4 separate regions of the Sus scrofa genome follow, and all the other regions are linked to region 4. A link is a contact called in public Hi-C data. All regions are on one chromosome and are shown on one strand. Each heading gives the region's core, a stretch centred on a gene start, on an enhancer-like site or on the middle of the called end of the contact. The rest is flanking DNA. Distances are from core to core; before and after follow the strand shown. Region 1 has its middle 70 kb from the start of DPYSL3. Region 2 has its middle 49 kb from the start of DPYSL3. Region 3 has its middle 33 kb from the start of DPYSL3. Region 4 overlaps DPYSL3 (dihydropyrimidinase-related protein 3).

Region 1 (2,818 bases), core at 244-2,743, 120 kb after region 4:
AGACAAGTGCCATATGTTATCACTTATATGTGGAATCTTAAATATGACACAAATGAACTTATTTATGACATAGAAACAGACTCACAGACATAGAAAACAAACTTATAGTTACCAAAGGGGAAAAGGGGTAGGGGAGGGGTAAATTAGGAGTTTGGGACTATCAGATACAAACTACCATATATAAAACAGATAAACAAGATCCTACTGTATAGCACAAGGAACTATATTTAATACCTTGTGATAAACTGTAAGAGAAAATAATACTATATATATGTGTATGTGTGTATATTCCTTCCTTGCTGTATACCAGAAACACAACATTGTAAATCAACTATGCTTCAATTAAAAAAAAGAAAATGGTGTTTTTGAATGGCTGCCTTAGAGATGTTACCGGTGCCTCTAGAACCAAAGTGTATCACTCCCAAAGGCATGGTGTAGCCTGTTTAGCAATGAACTTCTACGGAAAGCAATAGCCAATAGAATGGGAAGAGAGCCATGGGGTTTCCTTATCCAAGTGTCTCTGGCCACTGTCACAAAGCCAAATATTCCTGATCTCCTGTGAGTCTTGCCATTGTCTGTCTCCTTTCTCCCCTATTCATGTTAATTGCTACAGGCGCATTCTTGAATTCCCTTGAGAGATATTCACGGGGCACGGGGTGGGGGAGGGGTCCACTGTCTGTCAGGTATTGTGCTGAATCTTTACATTTGTTATGATCTCATTTAATTCAGGCAACAGCACAGGGAGGCAGGCATAATTTCCATCTTCAGTTCTCACAGATGAGGCAGTGGGCTCAGATGGCTACTGATCAAGAATCAGTTAATAGGGTTCAAGCCCACGTGCAGTCTGAAAGGCACAGCAGGGACAAAGGAAGGACAAGTCCTTCGGTACTGCAGGGAGACCTATGGTAGCCACATGAAAAGCAAGAACTTCGAAAACACATGGACCTCAGCTCTTGCTAATGTTGTTTTTAGTTTTTGTTTTTTTGAAGATTGAGAACATGATTGTCTAACATTGATGGTCATTGTCATGACTAAATGAAATACTATATATAAAGCCCTGTACAAGTATAAATACTATATATAAAGTATAAATACTATACCTAATAAGCTTTTGTGAAACGGTGACTGTCAGTAATAACGCGAACAGTAAGAATTGCTTTGTGATGTGAGTTGCATGAGACTTTGTAGGACATGAGAAAATATTTATAGTGATGGGAGGTATAGCTGGAAGTTTGGGTGGTGGGATCAGAGTTGGGTGGAAAGCTTGAGGGATTATAATTCGAGATGAAAGATAAGCAGAGGCGGGTTCCAGCGTGGTGAGGGCAGCCCTGTGGAGGGCCCTGGAGGCCTTAGAAATGGAACACTAGTTTGCTGTGTGTGGCCACCAAGTTCCCAGAGCTTTGTTCCCTTCCTGCTGGAAAGGGAGAGGACTGGTGGGGATGAGGTTCATGCCACTGAGGCCCTGTGAAAGGAGTTTGCGTAGATAAGAAGCTGAGCCAGGCTCCCCAGGGGACACCCTCCACCCCATCTGCCTGGCTTGTGTTGAGAAGTGGAGTCAGCCTCTGATTACCTTGGCCAAAACCCCTTTCTCACAACGGTCCAAGAGCTGAGAGATCAGGATCTTTCTGGCAGCTGCTGGCATATTCTGAACCACAACGTTTGAATCAACTCCCAGGCTAGGAACCAGCTGTTCCACGGAGTGAGAGATGAGGAAATCTCATATGTGCAAGAACCTGAAAGGGGAAACTTGCTCTGGAGGGAAATGAAGTCACAGCTCTTGAAATACAGCATTTTCTCCAGACTGGGGGATCAGAGCCCTGACTTAGTCTGAGAAACGAAAATCCACTATTGTGACGTATGTTTGGAAGCTGGAAAAATTTAGGGAGTGTTGTGTTTACTTATCATTTATTTGCACACATTTTCAATATAGATAAGATATGTAAAGTGTTATAACGTCTCCCAAGGATGACTCATTTCTCTTGGCTTTTATATTGGGCATTGTCTGAGAGGTGTAAGGAGTAGTGTGCAGAATTTTAATAAATTTTCTTTCATTTCCTGTACATTTATACATATCTCCTAAAGAAATGGCTTAGCTAATAGTTATTGAGTGTCTGGCAGCTGCATTGTCATAGGTAAATTTTACATTTACGGCAAAGCACTTATGTCTATCGAGATAGGTAGATTGAAACAATATATACATACATACATTTAACTAATTTGAAAATAAAAATAGATCTATAGGAAGTTGCAAAGATAGTCTAGAGAGATTCCTGTCTACACTTCACCCAGTTTTCTCCAATGATTACATCTTACCAAAGTATAGTCCAATATCAAAAGCTGGAAATTGACATTGATACAAAATATGTATAGTTCTGTCACTTTGTTACATGTAGAGCTTACTGTAACCATGTCATCCGTTCTCCTTGGCATATACAGCAAGGAGTGGAATCACTAGGTCCCACGGAAACCAAGTCTATATTTAACCATTCAACCAAGTGCCAGCCCTTTACTACAATGGCTGCGCCACTTACATCCCCACCAGGCTAAGGGTTCCAGTTTCTCCACATCCTCGCCCAGATTATCTTGCTGGTTGATTAGTGTCATCTGGATGTGAAGCGGCTCTCACTGTGATTTGCATTCCCCTGGCGTCTAGTGACGGTGATCATCTGTTTTTATTGGCCCTTTGTGTATCTTCTTTAGTGAAGGATTTTGATACTTTGCCCACTTTTTAATTGGTTATTTGCTTTTTACTACTGAACACGAAGATATCTTGGTATATTTTAAATTCATGTCCCTTAGATTTATAATTTTCTGATTT
Region 2 (3,115 bases), core at 361-2,860, 98 kb after region 4:
TGTAAGCTAACAAGTATGAAAAGAGCCCCTCCCTCTCAGTGCAGAAAGATTTATGGTCGGGGTGGGGTGTTGGTGAAGGTACTGGACTTGGAAGAATTTGACTGTAATCTTGACAACCAGAGGTCAGAGATGATGCGTGAAACACCCCAAATCACACAGGTCGTATGGGATGGATGACAGAGGTTCTTTCCGTGACCAAGCTCCAACCAGGCCCTCCAAGCTCTCTTCTCATCTAAGTCTCAACCTTGGCCTATAAAGACGTGAACAAAATGCTAACAGCCTTTCTTTCAGCACAAGGCCACATCCTAGGATGACCCTACCCCCTTAAAGTGGCCACCTGGGAAAACTCAAGGATGTCAAAAAATGTATTGTTTGCTCCACCAGCACCTGAAGATAGGACCCAAGTCTCCCAGCCTCAGAAGGAAGGGAGGAGCCTAACTTCCATAATGTACTAAAGATAGAACTACCATATAATCCAGCAATCCCACTGTGGGCATATCCCTGGCAAAAAATCATAACTTGAAAAGATGCATGCAACTCTAAGTTTATAGCAACACTATTCACAATATCCAAGACATGGAAACAACCTCAATGTCCATCAACAGAGGAATGGATAAAGATATGGTGCATATATACAACGGAAAACTACTCAGCCATAAAAAAGATGAAATAATGCCATTTGCAGCAACATGGATGGATCTAGAGATGATCATACTAAGTGAAGTACATCAGAGAGAGGAAGACAAATACCTTATGATATCACTTGTATGTGGAATTTAAAATATGACACAAATGAACTTATTTGCAAGACAGAAACAAACTTACAGGCATAGGAAATAAATTTATAGCTACCAAAGAGTAATGATGAGGGGGATAAATTAGGAGTTTGGGATTAAAATATACACACTACTATATATAAAACAGATAAGCAACAGGGATCTACTGTATAGCACAAGGAACTCTACTCAATATTCTGTAATAACCCATATGGGGAAAACGTCTGAAAAAGAATGGATATATGTATATGTATAACTGAGTCAGTTTGCTGTACACCTGAAATGACCACACCATTATAAATCAACTGTATTCTAATATAAAATAAAAGTTGAATTAATTTTTTTAAAAAATGGTAGGTTTAGAGTTCCCGCTGTGGTGCAGTACATTAAGGATCCAGCACTGCCCCAGCTGTGGCGTAGGCTGCAGACATGACTCAGATTCGATCCCTGGCTCAAAAATTTCCATATACCATGAGTGTGGCCAAAAAAAAAAACCAAAACCCCCCAAAATACTAGCAGGCTTCACATGAACCAGCCCTTGTCTTTGTAATGTTTCACTTCACTGGCTCTGTCTACTCAGCCTCCACCACACTCCTCACCCCTGCTTGTTCCCTCATCCTCCCTGTAAAACACCCAGGCAGGTCTGTACAAAGCAAAGTTGAGTTCAGTTCACACTGGACTGTTTTCAAACTGCAGTAGGATATTACTAAGATCAGTCCTGACCACTTTAGCTAGTGTCTGGCTTATCTTTGATGCAGACCAGGGCTGCCCTAGAACTCAGGCTGCCCTTTCTAATCACAAGCTCTTCTTGAACCTGAGGATTTTATCTCCTGGGGACCAACAGTAATCTGGAACATGACTGCAATGCCGAGGCCAGTGACTCAGGCTCCTGGGAAGCTCTGCTCCATTTCTCTCTTTTTCCTTTCTGGAAAGTGAAAGCTTAGCCCTGTGACTGATAGATTCTATCCCCCTTGGCAGCGAAAAGAGAAGAGATCATAGGCAGTTTTGAGTGTGTTTGCTGTGACACCTTTCTAAATATAAACCTTGGTCTGCCAGGATTCCCGGACTTTCCACATTAGCTCAATCCTGTAAGTCTCAGAGGTACTTTATCAAACGTGTTTATTCATAGGAACTCATCAGGCCTCTTTAAAAACATGGACACATATCATATTTGTTTTTAGACAGCAGAATGAAACAGAAACAGGGCATAGTTACTTCTGATGGAGAAGAAGAAAATTTTAATTTTTGGATGTTCTTGAGGAAGAATGCAATGAACAGCCAAAATCATTATTGGGGGTCTAAATAGAGGGGTTTTCAAAAGGCAAAGGTGGTTTCTCTCTCTCTCTCTCTCTCTCTTTTTAAATATAACAAGTTTATTGAGATATAATTCATGTATCACAGAGTTCATCCATTTCCAGTGTACAACCCAACAGCTTTTAGTATTTTGCAGAGTTGTGCAACCATTGCCACAATAATTTTATAACATTTTCAATATCCCCCAAAGAAAACAATGATGCATTAGTAGGCACTCCTCTTTCCCCAACCCCATGCTGCCTTAGGCAACCAATCATCTACATTCTGTCCCTATAATTTGCAGCAAAGGAGTTTGGAGGTCTTTTTGTTTTCGTTTTGTTTTTCTTGGTCATTCTTTTTTTTTTCCTTTGTGCTTTTTACCATTTTAACCATTTTTAAGTGTACAGCTCAGTAACATTAAGCACAGTCACACCGTTGGCCCATCCTGACCATCCAGCTCCAGAATTTTCCCTCTTCCCACACTGACACCCTGTACGCATGAAATACTAACTCTCCTCCCTACTCCAGCCCCTGGCTACCACTGTTCCATTTTTCGCCTCCACGACCTTGATGACTCTAGATGCATCACACGGGTGGGATTGAACAGGATGGTTTTCTTCCAGGACTGGCTGATTTCACTGAGCATAATGGCTTCAAAATTTATCCGTGTTGTATCACTTACCAGAATTTCTCTTTTTAAGGTGGAATAACATTTCATCGGATGTTTGCCTCACGTTTTGTTTGTTCAGTGATGTGTTCACAGACACTTGGTTTTCCTTCACCTTTTGGCTGTTGTTAATAATGCTGCTCTGGCCTTGGGTGGACAGATATCTGAGATCCTGCTTTCTTTCTTTTCTTCTTTTTGGTAGAGGCCCATCAGTGGAGTGGCTGGATGATGCCTCTCTGTTTAGTTTTCTGAGGAACGGCTGTGCTGGTTTCCGTAAAGCCTGCACCAGCTCACATTCCCACCAGCAATGCGCAGGGGTTCCAGTTTCCCCGTATCCTTGCTAACACCTGTTACATTCTGTTGTCTGTCTGTCTGTTTG
Region 3 (2,715 bases), core at 81-2,580, 82 kb after region 4:
GAAATTGAGCAATCAGACAGGGATAGATCTGTGGAAGGGAGTGACCATCCTCAAAGAGGAAAAAAACAAACTTACAAGCTTGAGGGTAACATCATCCAAGTGCAGGACTAGATTCTGATGCTTCAACACCTATGCGACTTTAACTGCCTTACCTTCACTAAGGCTCCATCTTCTCATCTGTCAGAGTGGGAATAATGTTAACTGTGTCATAGGTTCTCATTAGCAGTAAATCAAGCCACCTGTAGGAAGCATTTAGCCCAGGACCTGGTCCACTTTGCATCTTCCGTAATAGACAGTTAGACTCATCCCAGGTATAATGGGTATGGATCACTTACTAGAATTTTTTGGCACACCCACAACCTAAAGAACCAAAAGGTGACATGCATATGGAGTCCAGGTGGTCAGGATGGAAAAGAACTTAGGTTTCAATTGACAAAAAAGAAGATAGACGGAGGAAATCTAGCCTGATATCTCTCTGGAATTTAAGGTGCCAGGACCCTGTTATCTGTAATTGCAGGCTGTGGAGTTTGGGGAATCGTGGTAAAAAGGTGTGAAAAGCACCACCTTAGGACTTAGGTGATCTGATCCTGGTCCCAGATGTGTCCTAAACTTGCCACATGGCCTTAAATAAGTTAGTTCTCTGCTTCACTCTTAAATTACTCCCTGTCTAAATATCTGAAACTAACACTTTATAAATCACTAATACTTCAATTTTTAAAAGTGAAAAAAAAAAAAGACAACCTCAAAGATCTCTGCATCTCTATTATTCTCCTGGAGTAAGGAGGTCTTGGCTATTTTTAGAACCCTTGGGGTATCAAGGTTTTAGAGACAAGAAGATATTACATTTTACAAAGCAGCATGCAACTTTGTTGAAGATTGCTATTTGTAAATCAGTCTGTTGCCTCCAGTTTTTCTCTCTAGAAAAGAGAAATTATCATACAAAATAACCAAGATTCCATGGTTACATTCCCAGAGAATAAGAATGAATTGTAAGAGTCAGTTCGTAAAAAAAATATTTTACCCAGATATTTGCAGTTAAAACCCAAGTACTTAGCAGAACCACTCCCTTGTCTGTAAAATAAAACAAATTACCACCATGCCCTAACCTTGTCTCTGGCTCTAAGCAGGGGGGGAAACATTTTCGGTCAGCAATACAGTAGAATGAGAGAATGTTTGCCTTATTTAGTCATGGTCTGGCCGAGCTGTTTGGAATGAAAACTTTACCAGATGTTCACTTAAATGAGCTGGAGAGATTAATTATCAGTCCTACCACATTATCTTGAAGGGTGGGTACGATCATCTCCAAAGAATTTCCTGCAGCCGGACACAAAGGTTGCTGATTATAATTACAGCGAAGCTTTATGAAGTACACACAATGTACCACGCTCCACTCTGAGTACTTCCTATGTGTTCATTCATTTAGTCGCACCATTCTCCTTGGAGGAAGATGCTGTTCTCCTTATTTCAGGAATGAAGTCATGCTTCTCAAAGAGCTTGAGCCCTTGCCTAAGGTCTCTTAGCTGGGAAGTGGTGAAGGCAAGATCTGAATCCAGGGACCTTGACCCAAGGCTTTTAAAACTGTGCTGTATCCATTGTCCCCTACCATTCCCTGACATTGACCAAAGGTACATTCAAACGTGAATGGATTAGGCTTGCCCTTAACCTATAAGTGCAGGAAGAGGAATCCGAACTCCAACAAGTAGGAAAAAATGTAGTGTCTGAACTGAGGGATGGAGGAATGCTAAATTTTGGAGAAAACATTTATATACCTGATTAGAATCTCTCGGGTTACCAAAGCAACATATCCACTGTTTACTCGTCTTTTAGAATAACGGGAGGAATGTAAGGGAAATGGAAGTTTAGTCCTCAACTTCTTGTCTGCATAACAGATCTGGAATGTCTCGTTGTGATGATCAAAGCCAAGCAGATAATATTAGCTGATGCTTCTTGGTTAACCTTAAGAAGAAGCCAAAAGAACCATCGGATTCTCCTCATTTCCAATGGAATCCCAAATATTTCTTTGTTCTTGCGTTTTGTTGGAAGAACTGTACTGGTTGACACTGACATTCTTCTGAGCTTAATGTCTGAGAGCTCCCTCATCTTCTGCTAGCATACACTCGCCAACGATACAAAGAAAGCATAACATGGTAAGCTATCCATTTTGGTTCTGAAATAACAGAGTGCTTTGAAAAGGGTGTTGGTTCTGGATGGGGAGATCTGTGGACAGAACCTTTCCAACCTGAGACTGAGAACGGGTGGTGTATTTGAACAGTATCACTTCTTCTCAGACTCAATCCCCATGTTTTTTGCTCCTAGAGACTGTGTTAAAGATATTTTTATTATAGCACATTTTTTTCTTATTCCTCTCTCTGTGAAGGTTTTCAATCCATTTGCATGCACCACAAGCTTCCATCTATATAATTAGGATCCCAGAAACTTGCAGCAGTTGGCTGTGACATTTGCATCTAAGCAATTTTGTCAGTTCAAGCATTATGATAGGACACGTGAATTCAATATGTTGGTAATGGGATAAGAAAGACTGCAAGGGAGGCAGCTTTGACACAAGTTAAATATTGTGCTAATCGCAAGCACCCAAAGAAATCAGAATTCAGATTAAGACTTTGATTAGCTAAGCTATTCTATCCTAAAAGAGACCACCTCTATTGCGTCTCTTTCTAAATACAGACTTTTCCAATTGGAAATAATCTGTCTTCT
Region 4 (2,761 bases), core at 165-2,664:
GTAGTGAGAAAAAATGCTAAATAATCCAAAATTCCCCCGCGCCACTGTTTGGGTTTCCTCTTTGTTTAGTTTTTCCCCAAACCCCAGGGTCGATCCGTCTGGGTGGCGCCCCGCCGCGCCGGCTGGACTGACCGCTGCTCTCCACTCCCCGGACCCTGGGTCCCCCGTCCCTCCCCGGGGACCCGTGCAGGGAAGCCGCCGAGATCCAAGCCGCCCGCGCCCGCGGTGCAGCCAGCGGCCAGCGAGCGAGCCACGGAGGCGGCGGCGCCCGACTCACCGTGATCCGCGGGATGTTCTTCTTGCCTTGGTAGGACATGGTGGCGGCGGCGGTGGCTGCAGCAGCTGCCTCCCTCCCTCCTTCTGCTCCTGCTCCTGCTCGCCTGCGCCTTCCTCAGCGCACAGCGCCCCGAGATCAGGTGGAGCGAATGGTGCGCTGGCCGCGGCCGCCGCCTCCTCTCGCCTCCGCCCCTCTCCCGGCTCCCGCGGCGGCTGCCAGAGACAATAGTAAATCTCCCTGGTCCCCCTTTCACCCCCGACCCCCCCGCCACACACACCCTCCTCCACTCGCGTTCACGCCCGGGCTTTTTTTTTTTTTTTTCTTCTTTCCTTTGGCGGTGCCAGCTGGGACCCCGTAAGACAAGAATGGCTGATCTGCGACTCCTCCCTTTTCTCTCTTATCCCTATTGATTTTCCTCTTTGCATCTGCCTCACCCACTTTTTCTTTTTCTTCCTTTTTTTTTTTTTTTTTTTTGGTGACTTGCAGGAGCGGCGGTCCAGCCAGCTCCGCCACCACCAGGGGGCGCGAGGGACTGTTCGGGGCGGGGATGCTGCAGCCCTGAGTGTCGGGAGAAAGGCACCAGCATCGCCCTCCTAGCCCCACCGGCCAAGCCCGGGAAAACACCCATTCCTCCGATCAGCCGGTGGTCCGATTTCCCGCCTTCCCTACCCTCTTTTCAGAAAGGAGACTGCTCCGGATGTGCCTCCCGGAACCCCTTCTCCGCCACCACCCCCGCTGGAAGCGGCGGCGGCTGCCTTTGTTACCGCGGAGGCCGGCGCCGCCTCCCTGGCCGCTGGGTGTGTACACCCGCCGCGCGATCCCTTAGAAAGCCGATCCCGGTCAGACTTGGTGCAGCCTGGCCGGCCGCTGCTATCCCAAGACCTTGAAAATACAGACCCCAAAACGATGAAGCAACCACTCACTCTCAGGGCGCTGCAAGGGTGCACCGTGTCAGCTAGCTCTGTAACGTAAAAATCATTCTCAAAATAATGTGCTTTAAACTCCACTGCCTGGCTCAGAATCCAAGAAAGAGCATTAATGCTGCACGGAGAGTGAAGAGTAGAAAACACCTGTAGTGAGAAGGCAGCAGCCCTGCCACGTTACTGCGCAGCCGTGGATGTGTGCGCGGTCCGATGGGCGCTGCTCACGATCCGGAGTTTCCTCTATTACAGGCAGGGCTGATAGACAAAGGTCGCTGTGCTCTTAGGACCAAAACCGTGACCTTTCAAGGCTGCAACGTAATATCTTTTTGCTACCCGCTTCGATTCAACCGCCAAGGGAGGCATGGCTTGAGGATTCAACCGCCAAGGGAGGCATGCTTGCAGGAGCCGCTGTGGTTGGCGCCACATCCCCACCCTGGGGGGTGAGGGGCAGTCGGATGGGGGAGCTTTCTCAGCTCTCCTGAAAAAAATAATGCCAAATACACCGTTTGATAACAACAAAAACGGCTTGCTCTCCAAAAATCACAAAACCTTCTCAAGACGAGTCTCCTGTCACCACCCCACCCTCTTGCGGAACCTAAGGGCCCCCTAAACAGAAAGCCTGTAGATGGCACAGAGCCACTGACCACACTCTGGGACACCTCTTCATTAACTCGAAGGCTTCTGCTGCAACAGAGACACCATATAAAGCATCCACAGAAAAAGGCTCCAGAATACTCCAGCCTGAGCTTCCCGTAAACCCGAAATGAACCAGCCTGAACACATAATCAAAGGGCAGAGCAAGCAGCTGCCCCCTCCCCCGAAACACTCCTTCTCAAGTGAGTTAATCCAGGCAGCAGCCAGTTACTCATGGGTAACTAGACTGAATGCAGTCTTCACAGGGAAAGTCCACAGCTTTCTGTGATACTCTGGCTTGGAGGATGAGTGCAAAGCAAAGGTCACCTCCCCTACTCTTCTGCAAAAGCAGCGGGTGGGAGTGGGGGTGGGGGGAGGCTAAAGCCAAAGGCACACCCTAAACATTTTGCTTTGTTCATAAAGCTTAAGGGCTGAGACCAGTAGCCAAGAGTTGTGAAATTACAAAGCATTTTGGGGATTGGCATGCAAATGAGCAGGATTATATTTAGAACAGAGTAAAAAGAGAATTAACTACATACTAGGCAACCCTGCAGAGGTCTCTCAGAGTCTTTCTCATAGATGTTACCACCCCAAACTCAAGTGAAGGGAATTTGCAAGTTCTCCTCAGGAAAAGCAAAAATATGTAGGGGACATTTACAATCCTAAAGAAATACCGCTGCCTTTTTTTTTTTTTTTCAATTCTGTGGGTTTGTCAGGGTTTTTTTTTTCCTTTCTTACATCCTAATTATCTCCTCTATTGCTGTCATTATAATCCAGAACACTCTCTACTAAATAGATTTATACCATATTTTTGATCACTTGATGATTTTGTGCGATGTCTGTTGTTTCAAATTACAAGACTGGGTTAATCTCTTTGAGGTCAGGTTTGCACACAAGAAACCAAGCAAAGTAAGACTTGTGATGTGCT

What was found. A called contact is a pair of places that touch in the nucleus more often than the background predicts.
Region 1: a Hi-C map of subcutaneous adipose tissue shows a contact between it and region 4, with 4 times the contacts expected there. The contact joins two enhancer-like sites. A contact is called at or near these places in 22 of 47 Hi-C or Micro-C datasets (adipocytes, adipose tissue, alveolar macrophages and 14 more) and 1 of 2 datasets of contacts at active chromatin or transcription factors (skeletal muscle).
Region 2: a contact with region 4 is called in a Hi-C map of skeletal muscle, with 4 times the contacts expected there. The contact joins two enhancer-like sites. A contact is called at or near these places in 3 of 47 Hi-C or Micro-C datasets (embryonic fibroblasts, heart right ventricle and skeletal muscle) and 1 of 2 datasets of contacts at active chromatin or transcription factors (skeletal muscle).
Region 3: a Hi-C map of retroperitoneal adipose tissue shows a contact between it and region 4, with 2.2 times the contacts expected there. The contact joins two enhancer-like sites. A contact is called at or near these places in 3 of 47 Hi-C or Micro-C datasets (heart right ventricle, retroperitoneal adipose tissue and skeletal muscle).

Annotation. Positions count from the first base shown.
Region 1 is chr2:148,845,513-148,848,330 of Sscrofa11.1, forward strand. No RefSeq gene overlaps it. Among named protein-coding and RNA genes, the nearest start is that of DPYSL3, 70 kb to the left of the region's middle. Within about 2 kb of position 1,494, at least 12 of the 83 cell types and tissues checked have an H3K27ac peak or open chromatin away from gene starts, as enhancers often do. A contact at or near this core is called in adipose tissue, fetal skeletal muscle, skeletal muscle and 1 more, where this site is marked.
Region 2 is chr2:148,824,366-148,827,480 of Sscrofa11.1, forward strand. No RefSeq gene overlaps it. Among named protein-coding and RNA genes, the nearest start is that of DPYSL3, 49 kb to the left of the region's middle. Within about 2 kb of position 1,611, at least 16 of the 83 cell types and tissues checked have an H3K27ac peak or open chromatin away from gene starts, as enhancers often do. A contact at or near this core is called in skeletal muscle, where this site is marked.
Region 3 is chr2:148,808,216-148,810,930 of Sscrofa11.1, forward strand. No RefSeq gene overlaps it. Among named protein-coding and RNA genes, the nearest start is that of DPYSL3, 33 kb to the left of the region's middle. Within about 2 kb of position 1,331, at least 8 of the 83 cell types and tissues checked have an H3K27ac peak or open chromatin away from gene starts, as enhancers often do. A contact at or near this core is called in retroperitoneal adipose tissue, where this site is marked.
Region 4 is chr2:148,726,282-148,729,042 of Sscrofa11.1, forward strand. The region is part of intron 2 of DPYSL3 (dihydropyrimidinase-related protein 3); the gene reads right to left. Among named protein-coding and RNA genes, the nearest start is that of DPYSL3, 49 kb to the right of the region's middle. Within about 2 kb of position 1,415, at least 37 of the 83 cell types and tissues checked have an H3K27ac peak or open chromatin away from gene starts, as enhancers often do. A contact at or near this core is called in adipose tissue, fetal skeletal muscle, retroperitoneal adipose tissue and 2 more, where this site is marked.